2 separate regions of the Mus musculus genome follow, and region 2 is linked to region 1. The links are chromatin contacts, called in public Hi-C maps. All regions are on one chromosome and are shown on one strand. Each heading gives the region's core, a stretch centred on a gene start, on an enhancer-like site or on the middle of the called end of the contact. The rest is flanking DNA. Distances are from core to core; before and after follow the strand shown. Region 1 holds the start of Gins1 (GINS complex subunit 1 (Psf1 homolog)). Region 2 overlaps Ninl (ninein-like).

Region 1 (6,783 bases), core at 2,111-4,610:
TTCCACACTGGGTACGCTCCCATTGTATCTCTGGGTCATACCCTTTCTAGATCTAAGGCTCTTTATCAAATGTTCTACTTCTTGTTGACGTCTAATAGGCACTCAACCCTCCTAGCTCATCCCCTTTCCCTCCCAAGAAATGAATGGGAACTCCATCCTTGGCTTTCTTGGAGTCAAGACTCTGGTTTCATCCTTGATTTTTCCTTTTTTTTTTCTTTTTTTATGACACCACACCCGTCATCAAGTTTTACATCAGCCCTGTATCAAAAATCCAGCCTCTAACCAGTTCCTATCTCCTCCACCAATCCCCACCTTGGACCAAACAAACAGCCATCATTCCTCACTTGGATTTCCTTAAAGGTCTAAGAGGCCTCTTGCCTTCACTTTTGTTTTGCTTCCTTCTGTCTAACATCTGCCACAGAACTGAATCTGTCACTAAAAACCCTTTGGTTGGTTCCCACCTCTCTCAAAACTGGAAGCTTGTATCCAAAAGGCTCTACAATAGCCTACCTGACAGAGCTCCAGCCCCACTTCTCAGGATCAAACTTCTCCCAGGATCACTGCCTCTCTCATGGTCCTTCACAAAGCTACACAGCCCCTCCCCAAGACCTTTACACTTTGATTCTTGTTGAAAAACCCTGCCTTCCTAAAGCCTACTATCTACAGAGTTACACCCCTGCCCTATGAGAGTTATGTTTGCCGAACACTTACTCAGAACTCTCAGACCTTCTCATTTTTGCTGCGTTCACCTTTCTGGGTTTATCCTGGCTAGTGCGTAGCACCAAAATACTTGACATTGATACATCTTTATCTGTATTGATGTTTTCCACACTGCAAGATAGACTCCAAGAAAGGACCTTGTTTACTGCATTATCTTCAGTATCCGGACCAATGCTTGGCTCATAGTACACACTTCATAAATATTTGCTGAAGGAAAGATAGAATCATCAAGGCTGCGCATGGGTATTCTACTGTTCCCATTTTAAAAGTAAAGAAGTCTAAAGGTCAATAAAAGACTCACCTCCTAGCTGAAATTGAAACTAGACATGGATGAAACTACTGGTTTGTGAATCATAATCCTATAGCAGTATTTTGAGAGTTTAATAGACACTATAGTACCTAAGTATCCCTAATTGACATAAAAAGAAAATCCCTATTTATTTAGCTATCTACCTACTTACCTATCTGTTGCTTTCTGAGACAGGGTCTCATACTCTAGCCCAGGTTGGCCTGGAACTCTCTGGAATACTCTTGCTTCAGCACCTGGAGTGATAGCATTACAGACATGAGGCACAACAAACACCTCAACAAGTGGTTTCTTTTTAAAGTGGGGGCATTGTCCTGTTTGCAGCCTTAACAGATCACGCCACACTCCAAGCAGCCTCCCTTCCTCCAGGAACAGCTACAGGAATATGACAGACCAGTGCTTTGACTCTGAAGTCACAAAATCTTGCCTTCCCCAGCTGACCCAGAAATAGAGGCAAACTGACTTTAAGCAGCTAGCATGTAGCATGAGGTACTTTCCATGCCTACTACCTTGTGGCTTTGGACCACCTCCTCCCTCTGCAACTTTTTTTCTAGGATCTCTGCTTAGTTTGGTGGAACCGAAGTACCCCTCTTCAGAGCCCTACCATACTGTATGTGAATTGATAAGTAGCAAAGCTCTCACTTGAAGAACAGTTTGTCTCAGGACCTCTCTCTGAAACACCTCTCTCAACATTGTCCAGTTACTCTAACAGTCTTGTTAGCTACATTTGCAAAAGAACAAGACAAAAATCTATTATTGTTTTATAGACGTTAACACTTTTTTCAAAAATCAGCTAAATAGTAAGGCAATGTGGCACACACCTTTCATTCCAGCACCCAGGAGACAGAGGCAGGTGGATTTCTATGACTCTGAGGTCAGCCTGGTCAACACAGTAAGACCCAATTTCAAAGGGGGTGGGTGTGGGTGTGAATGAAACAAGTAGGTTTTATGGTATGGTTTTATCTTGGGTTGTGAAGGTTAGAGAATTTTTGTCTACTTGACACAAACGTAATTATATCTGGGAAGAGGGAATCTTGAGGAACTGCCTTCATCAGAATCGCTTGGCCACTCTGTAGGAGTATTCTTAATTAATAATTGACTTGGGACAGCCCAGACCACTAAGGGGAGTGTCACCCCAAGGCCTGGGAAGCCATGGGAAGCCAGTAAGCAGCCTTCTTCCAGGATCTCTGAGTTCCTGCCCTGAATACCCTTTATGGCATGGAACTACAACTGCAAGCTGAAATTAGCCCTTTCCTTTTTAGTTTATCTTTGGTCATGGTGTCTTATCACAGAAACAGAAGGCAAATCAAGAGTATTTTTACTGTTTTTTGTTTGTTTGTTTTTAAGATGGGCTCCTTTAGAACTCCTGAACTGAATTGAAGTAATCTTTCTCTGTCACAAAAGTTCTGGGATTGCAGGCATTCCACCATCAGTTCAGAACCAATTTTAAAACTGCTGTTATCTGCGACATTTTCCAGTTTGTGAATATTTTTAACTGTTTTAAAATCAAAAAGTGCCAGAGCAGAAAGTGCGAAGCATAGAGATCCCATTCTAGTCAGTTTATGAGCCATGTGACCTGCAGAGAGTTAACTGTTTTCGTTTACCAGTTCTGCATACTAGTAATCTCTTAAGGAAAGTTGTGAGAATTAACTGAAATATATGTCATAGTTCCTACCATACTAAAAGTACCCAATAAAAGACGGTTTCTCAGGCTGGGGAGATGGCTCAGCCGGTAAGAGCACTGACTGCTCTTTCAAAGGTCCTGAGTTCAAATCCCAGCAACCACATGGTGGCTCACAACCATCTGTAATGAGATCGGACGCCCTCTTCTGGTGTGTCTGAAGTCAGCTACAGTATACTTACATATAATAATAAATAAATTACAAAAAAAAGACACCCCTCCAATCCCCAAGTCCCTGTTTAAAAAAAAAAAAAAAGGTTTCTCTTTAATGTTAAACAACCGGCACTGCAAAACTCAAACACTGCATCATAACCAGTACTTTCTCGACTTTTCTTCAACCTAAAGGTGCCTCTTGCAATCTAAAGATAATAAATTCAAATGGAAAAAATAAAAAGGAGGAGAAGAATGTGCACTTTACTTTGCTGGACAATCGAAAACAGCCCTTTGTTTCAGCCCACAATCTTAGACGCAATTTACTTTCTGGCTTTGCCAGGGAGGAAACCATTCTCTTTAACCCCAATTTTCCTGAAGCTCAGTGAGGTTGCTCAATAAAATTAAATGTCCCTTCTCGGCCACCGTAGCTCAGTTCTCTCCCACCCACCATCCCCACCCCGCACCAGTGCACTTCTATTGGTTGAGCCTATTTGGCGCCAAAGCGAGGAGCTGGTTGCTGGTGTTGTGCGACTCTGAACAATAGAAGTGCCGCGGCCTGGGAACTAGCGACCGTTTGGGGTGACTTGGCAGTTGACGGGACCACGGGACCCGGGCGCGTCCGTCATGTTCTGCGAAAAAGCTATGGAGCTTGTCCGCGAGTTACACCGCGCGCCGGAAGGGCAGCTGCCGGCCTTTAATGTGAGGAGCGGCGGCCGGGAAGGGGCGTGTCGAGGGCCAGGCCTGGGGGCCTAGGGCGGGGCCTCATGCCTTGGGGCGGAGCCTATGCCTGCTGTTGCTTGCTGGAGGTTTTTTTTTTTTTGTTGGTTGCTGGGCTAACTTTATCTCTTTGCTAGATTCCGAGATCGGAAACAAGTTTGAAACGGGGCCAAATCGTAGGAAGAAAAAGACTCATACTTAGGTTACCTGTTGATTTGGTGACTTGCCCCATCTGAGCGTTTCTTGTTTTCGTTTTTTGAGATAAGTCCTCATGTAGTCCAAGCTGGCCTGGAACTCTATTTAAAAAACAAAACAAAACAAAAGAAATTATGAGTATGTGTCTCACTTGCATGAAGGTGCTTCATGGAAGCCAGAAGAGGGTGTGGGTTATAGGTGGGTTGTGGGTGCCAGAGCCATCCCTCCAGATCCACATGCATTTTTATAGCCAGCTTCTTGATGAGCCAGTAGCATCTTAATATAACCCCAGTAGTTCTGGGGATTGCTATGAAGCTGTGTCCCAGCTTCAGCCTTTGTAAACCATAGATTTGCTTTTCTTGTTTGTAGATTTTGCCTCTCCCCCCCATCGCCCCCCCCCCCCCCCCCCCCGCGCCCCATGTATCTGGGTTCATTCGGCTGGCTAGGAGCTGACACGTCATGGAACAGGGCCATGTGGAATCATGTAGAATGCAGTCTTTATTTCTGGCCTCTTTTGCTCAGTATAATGTATTTGAGACTATTCTAATATTCAGTAGTTCAGTAGTTTTATAATGCTTGTTTTTTAAGGATTTATTTTTAAATTTTGTGTGTATGAATGTTCTGCGTGCATGTATATATGTGGCAGCGTGCATGCCTGGTGTCCACAGAGGTCAGAAGAGATCAGTGAATTCTCCTGGAACTGACGGTTATAGACAGTTATGAATCACCATATGGGTGCTAGATGTGTCGAACCTGGGTCCGGTTAAAGGAGCAACCAGTGCCCTTAATCACTGAGCCATCTCTCCAGCCCCTATTGCACTTTTCTTTCTTTCTTTCTTTCTTTCTTTCTTTCTTTCTTTCTTAATCACTGAGCCATCTCTCCAGCCCCTATTGCACTTTTCTTTCTTTCTTTCTTTCTTTCTTTCTTTCTTTCTTTCTTCCTTCCTTCCTTCCTTCCTTCCTTTCTTTCTTTCTTTCTTTCTTTCTTTCTTTCTTTCTAGACTTATTTATTTATTTTACATATGTGACTACACTGATGCTGTCTTCAGACATACAGAAGAAGGCATCAGATTCCATTACAGATGGTTGTGAGCCACCATGTGGTTCCTGGGAATTGAGCTCAGGACCTCTAGAAGAGCAGACAGTGCTCTTAATCTCTGAGCCAATCCCTCCAGCCCCTATTGCACTTTTCCAATGGCTATTTGTTTTATCTTTTAAAAATACACATACAAATATAAACTTGACCGTTTTAACTTAGTGTATGTGCAGTACTAATTACATCCACATTGTTTTCAAACCTTCCTCACTCTTTCCAAACCCATTTCATTACTCCAGCAGAAACTTTGTCACTGTTGAGTAGCACTGCCCAGTCCCCCTTTTCTCACAGGTCCTGATCATCACTTTTCTGTTATATTTATTTACTTATGTGGGTTGTGACATACCATAGCACAGGTGTAGAGGTTAGGGGACAAGAGAGTTGTCCTTCTACTGTGTGAGTTACAGGAGGTCAGCACTCTAGGAAGTAAGTGCCCTTACATGGCGAGCCATCTCACCTGCTCTTATTTTTTAAACGACAGTTTTCATTAAGTTGTCAAAGCTGGCCTCAACCTGAGATATTCCTTCCATTTGCTGGCATTGATTCTAGGCCTGTGCTGCTGTGTCTGGCTACATTGCTTTTCTATGTATGAATTTGCCTTGCCTGGTATTTCAAGTAAGGAGACTCAAACTATAGTCCTTTTGTGTCTGGTGCCTCTGGTTTAATGTGGAGTTTTCAGGATCTATCTATGTTTATCATGTGTCAGTACTCATTCCTTCTCATAGCTGAATTACATTCCATTGGGTGATATACCACATTTGGCTTATCTCTCCATCTGTTGTTGGTCCTTTGAATTATTTTTGCTTTTTGACTATTTTGAATAATTCTGCCCAGTCAGCGTATGCCTATAATTCCAGGATTTGGGGTGCTGAGGCAGGAAATGTAATGTGAGTTTTAGGTCAGCCTGGGTCACATAGTACTAGTAAGACCCTGTCTCAAGAAAACAAATAACAGGGCTGGAGAGATGGCTCAGTGGTTAAGAGCACCGACTGCTTTTCCTAAGGTCCTGAGTTCAAATCCCAGCAACCACATGGTGGCTCACAACCATCCGTAATGAGATCTGACGCCCTCTTCTGGTGCATCTGAAGACAGCTACAGTGTGCTTAGATATAATAATAAATAAATCTTAAAAAAAGAAAACAAATTATGAAACCCTAAAGATAAAAAAAATTCAAACACAACACAATTGTTTGTAAGTTTTTGTGTGAGTTGGCGATTTAGCTCAGCACTAGTGGTGGGAATAACAAAGCAAAAAGAAAGAAAACCCGGGCTTGTGTATAATAACCTAGGAGTGGAGTTGCTGGGTCATATGGTAGTTCTGTTTAACCTTTTTTTTTTTTTTTTGGTGCAGGCACAGAGCTCAAAGGTCTTATGCAAGTAGGAATATGTTGTTTAAGATAGGGTATATCTGTGTAGTGCCTGAAGACCTTGAGCTCTTGGTCTACCTGCTTGGCATCCTGTGTTCAGAAACTACTTCGTCCATTCCCTTTAACAGTTTGAATAGCTGTGGAACCGATTTCCATAGAACTATACCACTTATGCTCCTTGACAACATCTATAGCTATGAAAATATTGTGAAGCCTTTTTTTGTAGTAAGATATGCAAATGAAAAATAATATAGATTGAAATTAATAGGTGGATCAATGGATGCATATCAATATCAGTTTCTACATTTCAGGAGGACGGACTCAGACAAGTTCTGGAGGAGATGAAAGCTTTGTATGAACAAAACCAGTCTGATGTGTAAGTTGTGATAATATTGATGTTTTAAAAATAAGAAATGACATGTTAAAATCAGAACATGTTATATCTCTTTGGGGATGTTTGTTTTGTTTTTGTTTTTGTTCTTATTTTTGTTTTTTTGTTTTTTTGAGACAGAGTTTCTCTGTGTAGCCCTGGCTGTCCTTGAACTCA
Region 2 (6,783 bases), core at 2,968-5,467, 72 kb after region 1:
TATCAAGTGTGCTGACTATTGAGATAGTGTAACAGGGTTGGAGAGTCAAATCCCACTTAGTTATATGTTAATGGCCTTTAAGAACAGGAGAGGGAGACACAAGTACAGGACTGCTATTCCTAATGCAGGCATTTGGCCACATAGATAAACACGTTCAAATGGCAAGGTGGAAGGCACTAGGCAAGAAGTAACTAGAAATTAGGATGAAGATGTTACAACTGGAACCAAAATGCAAGAAGTATAGTCAGATGGGTGAGGAGCAGGCAGTAGGGAGGCACAGGAGACAAGGAACAGGCAATTTTTTGTTTGTTTGTTTGTTTGTTTTTTCGAGACAGGGTTTCTCTTATAGCTCTGGCTGTTCTGGAACTCACTTTGTAGACCAGGCTGGCCTTGAACTCAGAAATCCACCTGCCTCTGCCTCCCAAGCGCTGGGATTAAAGGCGTGGGCCACCACACCCGGCTAGGAACGGGCAAGTTAGAGAATAAAAAAGACAGAACCAGACTCAACCCTGGAGGGGGAACCTAGAGATGACCCAGCTCTGTCACCGCAGGCCCACAACACAAGGGCAGTGAGGGTAGTAGGTAGATGTTTTCCGACTGCTGCACAGCTATTTCCTCCAAATTGAAACATTCCCTCCTCTAGTTGGGAGGAAGTTTCACAAGATGGAGAAGCAAATAAAACTTATCAGACTGAGGAAGCTCAGGAAGATACCAAGATTCAGAAGGCCCTTGCCCAAGGTTATACCAGCACTGGACAACAGCTAAAGGAACGAAGGCTGGTCGCGCCTGGGTGAGGTACCCACGCTCCTGTAAGTAACCCTAATAATTTTATGGGCTTCCCCACTGAGCTCAGGTAAAATCATGTGTTTGACCTGCTGTTAGCGCTCACACTGTTGTTCACATCTTGTCCCTAGAGTCACACAACAGAGATGGCAGAGGTTGGTCTCTCTCCAATGGCATTAGGGGCAATTTTTCAGGAAAGGCATGGGCCACTTAGGTGAGAAAAGCTTTTCTAATTCTAAAGAAAAGAAAATGAATTGGTTTCTAATTCTAAAGAAAAGAAAATGAATTGGTAGTGACCCTCTTCACATCTTTGCAGAGAAAGGTATGAGACAAATACCTGTGCAAGTGGTGTGGGGCTATCATCTTTGTGCAAGTGGTCTGGGCACTAACTTTGTCCTGCGCCCAGGGCTTCTGCAATGAGAGAGGAGGTGTGGAAGGGGCTGACCATGTCATCCAGAGCAAGATGCACAGTGTTCTGACACTGTGTGCATGGGGCTCAGGAACTGGGACACAGGGACTCAACTCCTAGCCAGCACATACTATGGAACAGGGTAAATCTCTCCTCAGGTCAACTGTGGGTAAGACAGTACTGTGGAATTTCTAAGAAGGTAGATAGAACCTACATAAAATATACATGAAGTTCAAAGCCTCACACTTAGAAGACACTTGGTATGAGCCATTCCTCCTGCCTGTCACTCATCTCCATGCCTTTGGTCCGACTAGGATCCTTCACCCTGCTATCTGGTCATACAGGAGGCCAGGGCAAGTAGCTGTTTCCAGTAAACCCTGAAATCATCACTGTCTACCTCACACAGTCCTCATGGCCATAGGCAGACCAGCCTCCAGCTGTCTCACACCTGGTCCATTATTTTGTACCCACAATCCTTGGGCTGGTGGCTTCCTGTCATGTGTCGGTTGGACTTATCATCATGTTCCTGCCTCACAGCCATTTCCACAGTGGGATTCCTGTTAGCACTGTTCGAACACTGCAACACCAGTGGCTGTGAGAGCAGATTAGTGTCCAGAGCAGAAGGCCAGCCTGCTTGCTTGGTACACCTAAGACCCTGAGGCTCCAACTCTTGCTGCTCCACACCCCCCAGTGCCTTGTCAGTGGCCCCCTACCTGTAATGCAGGTTACAATCTGATGACAGTCACAGAAGAGGAAATCCCAGATATTCTGCCCAAGTCTGCACTTGATGGTTTGTGGGTGACAGAAAAGGAGGCTAGAATTTGGAACAGTTAAGCTACACTTTGAATGGTCACAGATGACTAAAGTAAAGAAACTGAGGAGCTTACAGGAAATCCTCTTACCTGACTCGGAAGAACTACCTTCCTCATCGGAGGGCTCTACGCCAGAACCTGATGACAGCACAGCCACAAAGCCTTCCTTAAATTCCTCAAAGTTAACCTGCCGGAGTTTCAGTAAGGAGAAGACACTGTTACTTCCCATAGATTCACATTTAATTTCATGAACCAAAAGTCCCCTTGGAGTCTTCTTTTCCTCAAAAGACCTCTGATTATTGCCTAAGGGTGTTCATTTCACGTTTCCAATCATGTACTGGAAGAATCTATCACAGAAGGTAAATGTGAACCACCATATTACCACCAAATAAACCATTTTATCACACCTAACCAAACCAAACCAAACCACACAACTAAGAGAACAACAGCAGCTAGGCATAGCGGGCCACATCCACACGGCTGGGTGTGGCTGCTTATGCTCCCTGGCGTTCTTCTTTCAATCTCTAGAATAACACGGTTTATTGCTGGAGACTTCTCCTCCCCAAGTGCCTTTCTTTGGGTGCTGTGGACCAAATGCCCACACCGGTGGGTGGCACAGCTCTGCAGTGTCCCTCGGCAGGAGTCCACCACTCACCCTGGCCAAGCGGTCATCTCCGAGAAGAATGTGAAGGAGTGCCGGCAGCTGCTCCTCCAGGCCAAGCTTAGTACATAGCTGGGTCAGCTCTTCCTGATCCAGGAACCCGGTCCCTGTGGTGTCACAGCTGCTGTAGACATCCCTGAGCCGTGACACATAGTGGTTCTCTTCTTCGTTGTCCATCCCATAGCAGGCTGGTCACGAAGGAGAAAAGCGAAGTAGCAGGTTAGCTAGGTTTCTTAGCCCCATTTCCCTCAGGCCTACACACTGAACAACAGCAGATCACAGAGCTAGCACTGGAAAGACGTACTAGGAGCCCCTGTGGGGTCGAAGGCAGCTACAGGAATCAGCTTCTCTTTGCAGGGACCCAAGGCATCCGTCAGTCAGCAGTGTGTGTGTGTGTGTGTGTGTGTGTGTGTGTGTGTGTGTGTGTGTGTGTTTTAAAGCTACAGAGTAACCAGAAAACAGATGAAACCCAGCATGTGCCTCCATGCCAGCTCCATATGAGGCTAAGGCAGAGGACTTCTTGGGCCCCAGAGTCTGAAGTCAGTCTGAGCAACACAACAGTGTTCTACCTTCAAAACTAGAAATAAGAAAGGGAGAAAGGAGTGAAAGAGAGAGGAAAAAAGGAGGGAGGGGAGGAGGAGAGGAGTGGAGCAGAAAACAGATAAACAGAAAAAGCACGAACTATGCACAATTCCTATCTTTAAAAAAACAAAACAAACAAACAAACAAACAAACAAAACTGTTGCTGGGCGTAGTGGCGCATGCCTTTAATCCCAGCACTTGGGAGGCAGAGGCAGGCGGATTTCTAAGTTTGAGGCCAGCCTGGTCTACAAAGTGAGTTCCTGGACAGCCAGGGATACACAGAGAAACCATGTCTCGGGAAAAGCAAAAAACAAACAAACAAACAAAAAACCCTGAAACCTTATAAATACAAGGTCTCTCCCTTATACATAAAAATATCTACTTAAAAAACTAAATTGTTGGGGCAGAAGACATATCCAGGGTGCCCCCATCATGCTGGACAAATACATGATGGAGAGGTGGGAAAGACAAGGGAGCAGAATGGTAGGTGCACAGGCCAGACCAGGCTACACATGAGACTGTGTCTATAAGCAAATACATAAATTAGTTCATAATGTAAGGATACCCAGGGTTCACTTAAAATTTGCTCATTCCCTTCCCAATCATCTATTAACTAGCTAATCAATAATATGAACAGGCAGTGGTGGCACACGCCTTTAATCCCAGCCCTTTGGAGGCAGAGATAGGCAGATTTCTGAGTTTGAGGCCAGTCTGGTCTACAGAGTGAGTTCCAGGACAGCCAGGGCTACACAGAGAAACCCTGTCTTGAAAAAACCAACCAAACCAAACCAAACCAAACAAACCAAAACAACAACAACAACAACAACAACAACAACAACAACAAAAAGAATTGTGAAGAGGTTAAAACAGGAAATTAGTCAGTTTCTTGACTCCTAAAATATACACTGGGTAGATATGAGCTCTGTTCAGCATTTGTCTATTAGAGACCTAGGGAAAGCAGAAGTCAGTCTATACCCAGAAATAGTTGTCAACTTTTGACATTAGAAAACTTCAGAATGCCATGCAGTGATACTGCTGGATCTTTCTGTAATCACGAGACCCTGCTCCTCCCTCACCACAGATTTAGGCGAAGGCTGTGAAGACAAGACATAAAGCAGCACCCGACCCTGGGCATGAAAATCTGCAGTGTTTATCTGCGGATAAAGAGGGTGGAAGTTGAACTCCTGGCACCCACACACACAGCCCCTAACTGTCAGCTCCTAGCTGTCAGGAGATCTAATGCGTGTGGCCTACACAGATAACTTCGCTCACATCACTACACTGATACCTTTCCCACTCACACACTGACCAATAAACACAATTAAAATTAATCGAAAAGTTTGTAAAAATCTATATTTGGGTTATAAAATAATATTTAGGTATCTTTAAAGATATTAGTGCTGTAATAAAATAGTCATCCATACAATAGGACATTATTTTTTAATCTACAGCAAAAACATTCTTTTTTAAAAATTTATTTATTTTTATTTTATGTACATTGGTGTTTTGTCAGGTCCCCTGGAAGTGGAAAAGTAGACAGTGTTCTTAACCATTGAGCCATCTCTCCAGCTCCACAAAAAAGCATTCTTAAGGATGGATGTGCTATTTTTAGGATCATTTTATAACTGGTAGTATAAATACACACACACACACACACACACACACACACACACACACATATATACTTCTGCTTTTTATGTTAACAATATTTGGCTATCTAGGAAACTGTCTTTAAACAGGTACTTTATATATCTGTATTAGTCTTTTAAAGGACAACTTTATAAGCACTATTTTAAAGTGCTTTTTAGAAGATGTAATGGCCTGTGTATCTGTGGCTTTCAGAATTATGTGTCTATACATTATACATGAAACCACAGTTTGCACATTTAAAAGCATTTAAGTAAATACATGCAAAGTGATCCATGAATGCTGTTTTTAGCATATTCTGATGTAAAACCTGCTCTTTAGACATGCACACATATATACATACTACATACATTTCTTTGAGACAGGGCCCTTTAGGTATTCCTGGCTAGACAGGAATTTGATTTAGACTAGGCTGGCCCTAAACTCTGATCTACCTGCTTCTGCCTCCCTACTACCAGGGTTAATACACATTTCCCATCTATTGACTGATTTTGCTTTTTAAAACCCTGGCCTTTAATCTATTTGCCTCAACTGAATCAGCATTTAGTTATTATATATGTAAGATATACTGTCACATGATCTCTTTGCAAGTACTGATACTTGCAGGGAAACATGGGGTTGGCCTGGTTTAGCTCCCTTCCAGAGGCATGTGTCATAGGTTTTTCAGGTTAGAGTTCATGGCTCCTAGGGCACTGTGTGCCTTTCAGTTCCTGACAAACTGATGTACTCCCTCAGGCAGTGGAGTGTTTAGGTCTCCCTGTAAATCTGTGTTCCTGCTAAGTCAACAAAGTTTACAGAAGCATGACAGGGCAATTGGTCTTAGACATTACTCTTATGTACCCGATATAGCTTGTAAGTGTCACTGTGTCCCTGCAACTATCGTTGTACTGATCTTGGGAACAGTGGTTATATTCTGTTTCTGATAGGGGTATAAAAAGTCTGATTGCTTGGCACAAACTCGTCTCAGCCTCAGTCTGGTTGAGACCCCTAGTCCTGGCCAGGTTAAGACTCATTTCTCATCAGCTCTGTATCAAGTAATGGTGGCCCTGTAAGTAAGCCCAGGTGCTTATGGGTAATCTTACTGTGAGAGGCCTAAATTCTTACATTTATCAATGCTGTAGTTATATTACCCTAAAGATCTCATATTTTACTTCAAGGGCAGAAGTTGACTAGACTTCTGTGAACCTCTCCTGTGCAATAATGATGCTGACTGTAGCTGGCTCTTTTGTATGTGTGATTAGCACTCTAAAATTCAATGCTCATACACACAAAAAAATGCTCCCTAAAATGGCATTCTCTAAAACACAATTGTTAACGATGCTAACTATTTTGGTGTATATGCTTGTATAATTCTGTTTTATGGCTATTCTCCTTAGCAGAAATAATTAGATAGGCTATGATACATGACATCCCGAACTATGCCTCCTTGTAATAGGCAAATCTATAAACGAGTACTTAATTTTCAAATTAGCGTGACAATTGATGCTTTCTGTAAAGCTTTATAAGTACTGTCTGCCGACATTCTGCAAAAGCATTTGTTCTCAACAGTTCCATCTCTGTTGAGCCTCATGATGTCTGATAACATTCCAGAGAAGCACAAAGGGACCCAACTTCACCCAGATCACAAACAATATGGGATCCATGTTTGCTTGATCCAAGAGCCACTCTATACATCTGAGCTGCTTAAAGTTGGCTGTAAAGGTCACTAACACGAAGTCTTTAATGTCCGTCAAGTGCCCTATTACACTGAAGTGCTAGCTCCACGCCTATCCCCACAGCTGCTGACATTACAGTCACAAGTGTATGCACTATATCCAGTAGCAAGGACTAATAACGTGGATGCAGTAGAGTCTTAGGTCACTTAGAAAACAAAAATAATACACACTTGT

The links. Hi-C and Micro-C count contacts between places; a contact is called where the count stands out from the background.
Region 2: a contact with region 1 is called in a Hi-C map of the G1E-ER4 cell line, with 2.2 times the contacts expected there. The contact joins the enhancer-like site here to the promoter of Gins1 in region 1. A contact is called at or near these places in 5 of 39 promoter capture datasets (the 3T3-L1 cell line, 3T3-L1-derived adipocytes, the HPC-7 cell line and 2 more), 16 of 484 Hi-C or Micro-C datasets (the C10 cell line, the G1E-ER4 cell line, the HPC-7 cell line and 11 more), 1 of 115 datasets of contacts at active chromatin or transcription factors (embryonic stem cells) and 3 of 9 other capture datasets (adipose tissue, liver and pancreatic islet).

The regions. Positions count from the first base shown.
Region 1 is chr2:150,906,234-150,913,016 of GRCm38.p6, forward strand. It overlaps Gins1 (GINS complex subunit 1 (Psf1 homolog)), which reads left to right and starts at 3,361. Exons shown (of 7, transcript NM_027014.1): 1 at 3,361-3,560; 2 at 6,548-6,612. The coding sequence starts at 3,486.
Region 2 is chr2:150,977,339-150,984,121 of GRCm38.p6, forward strand. It overlaps Ninl (ninein-like), which reads right to left. Exons shown (of 24, transcript NM_207204.2): 2 at 2,660-2,853; 3 at 2,095-2,191. The coding sequence starts at 2,842. Among named protein-coding and RNA genes, the nearest start is that of Ninl, 29 kb to the right of the region's middle. Within about 2 kb of position 4,218, at least 17 of the 459 cell types and tissues checked have an H3K27ac peak or open chromatin away from gene starts, as enhancers often do. A contact at or near this core is called in the G1E-ER4 cell line and bone marrow-derived macrophages, where this site is marked.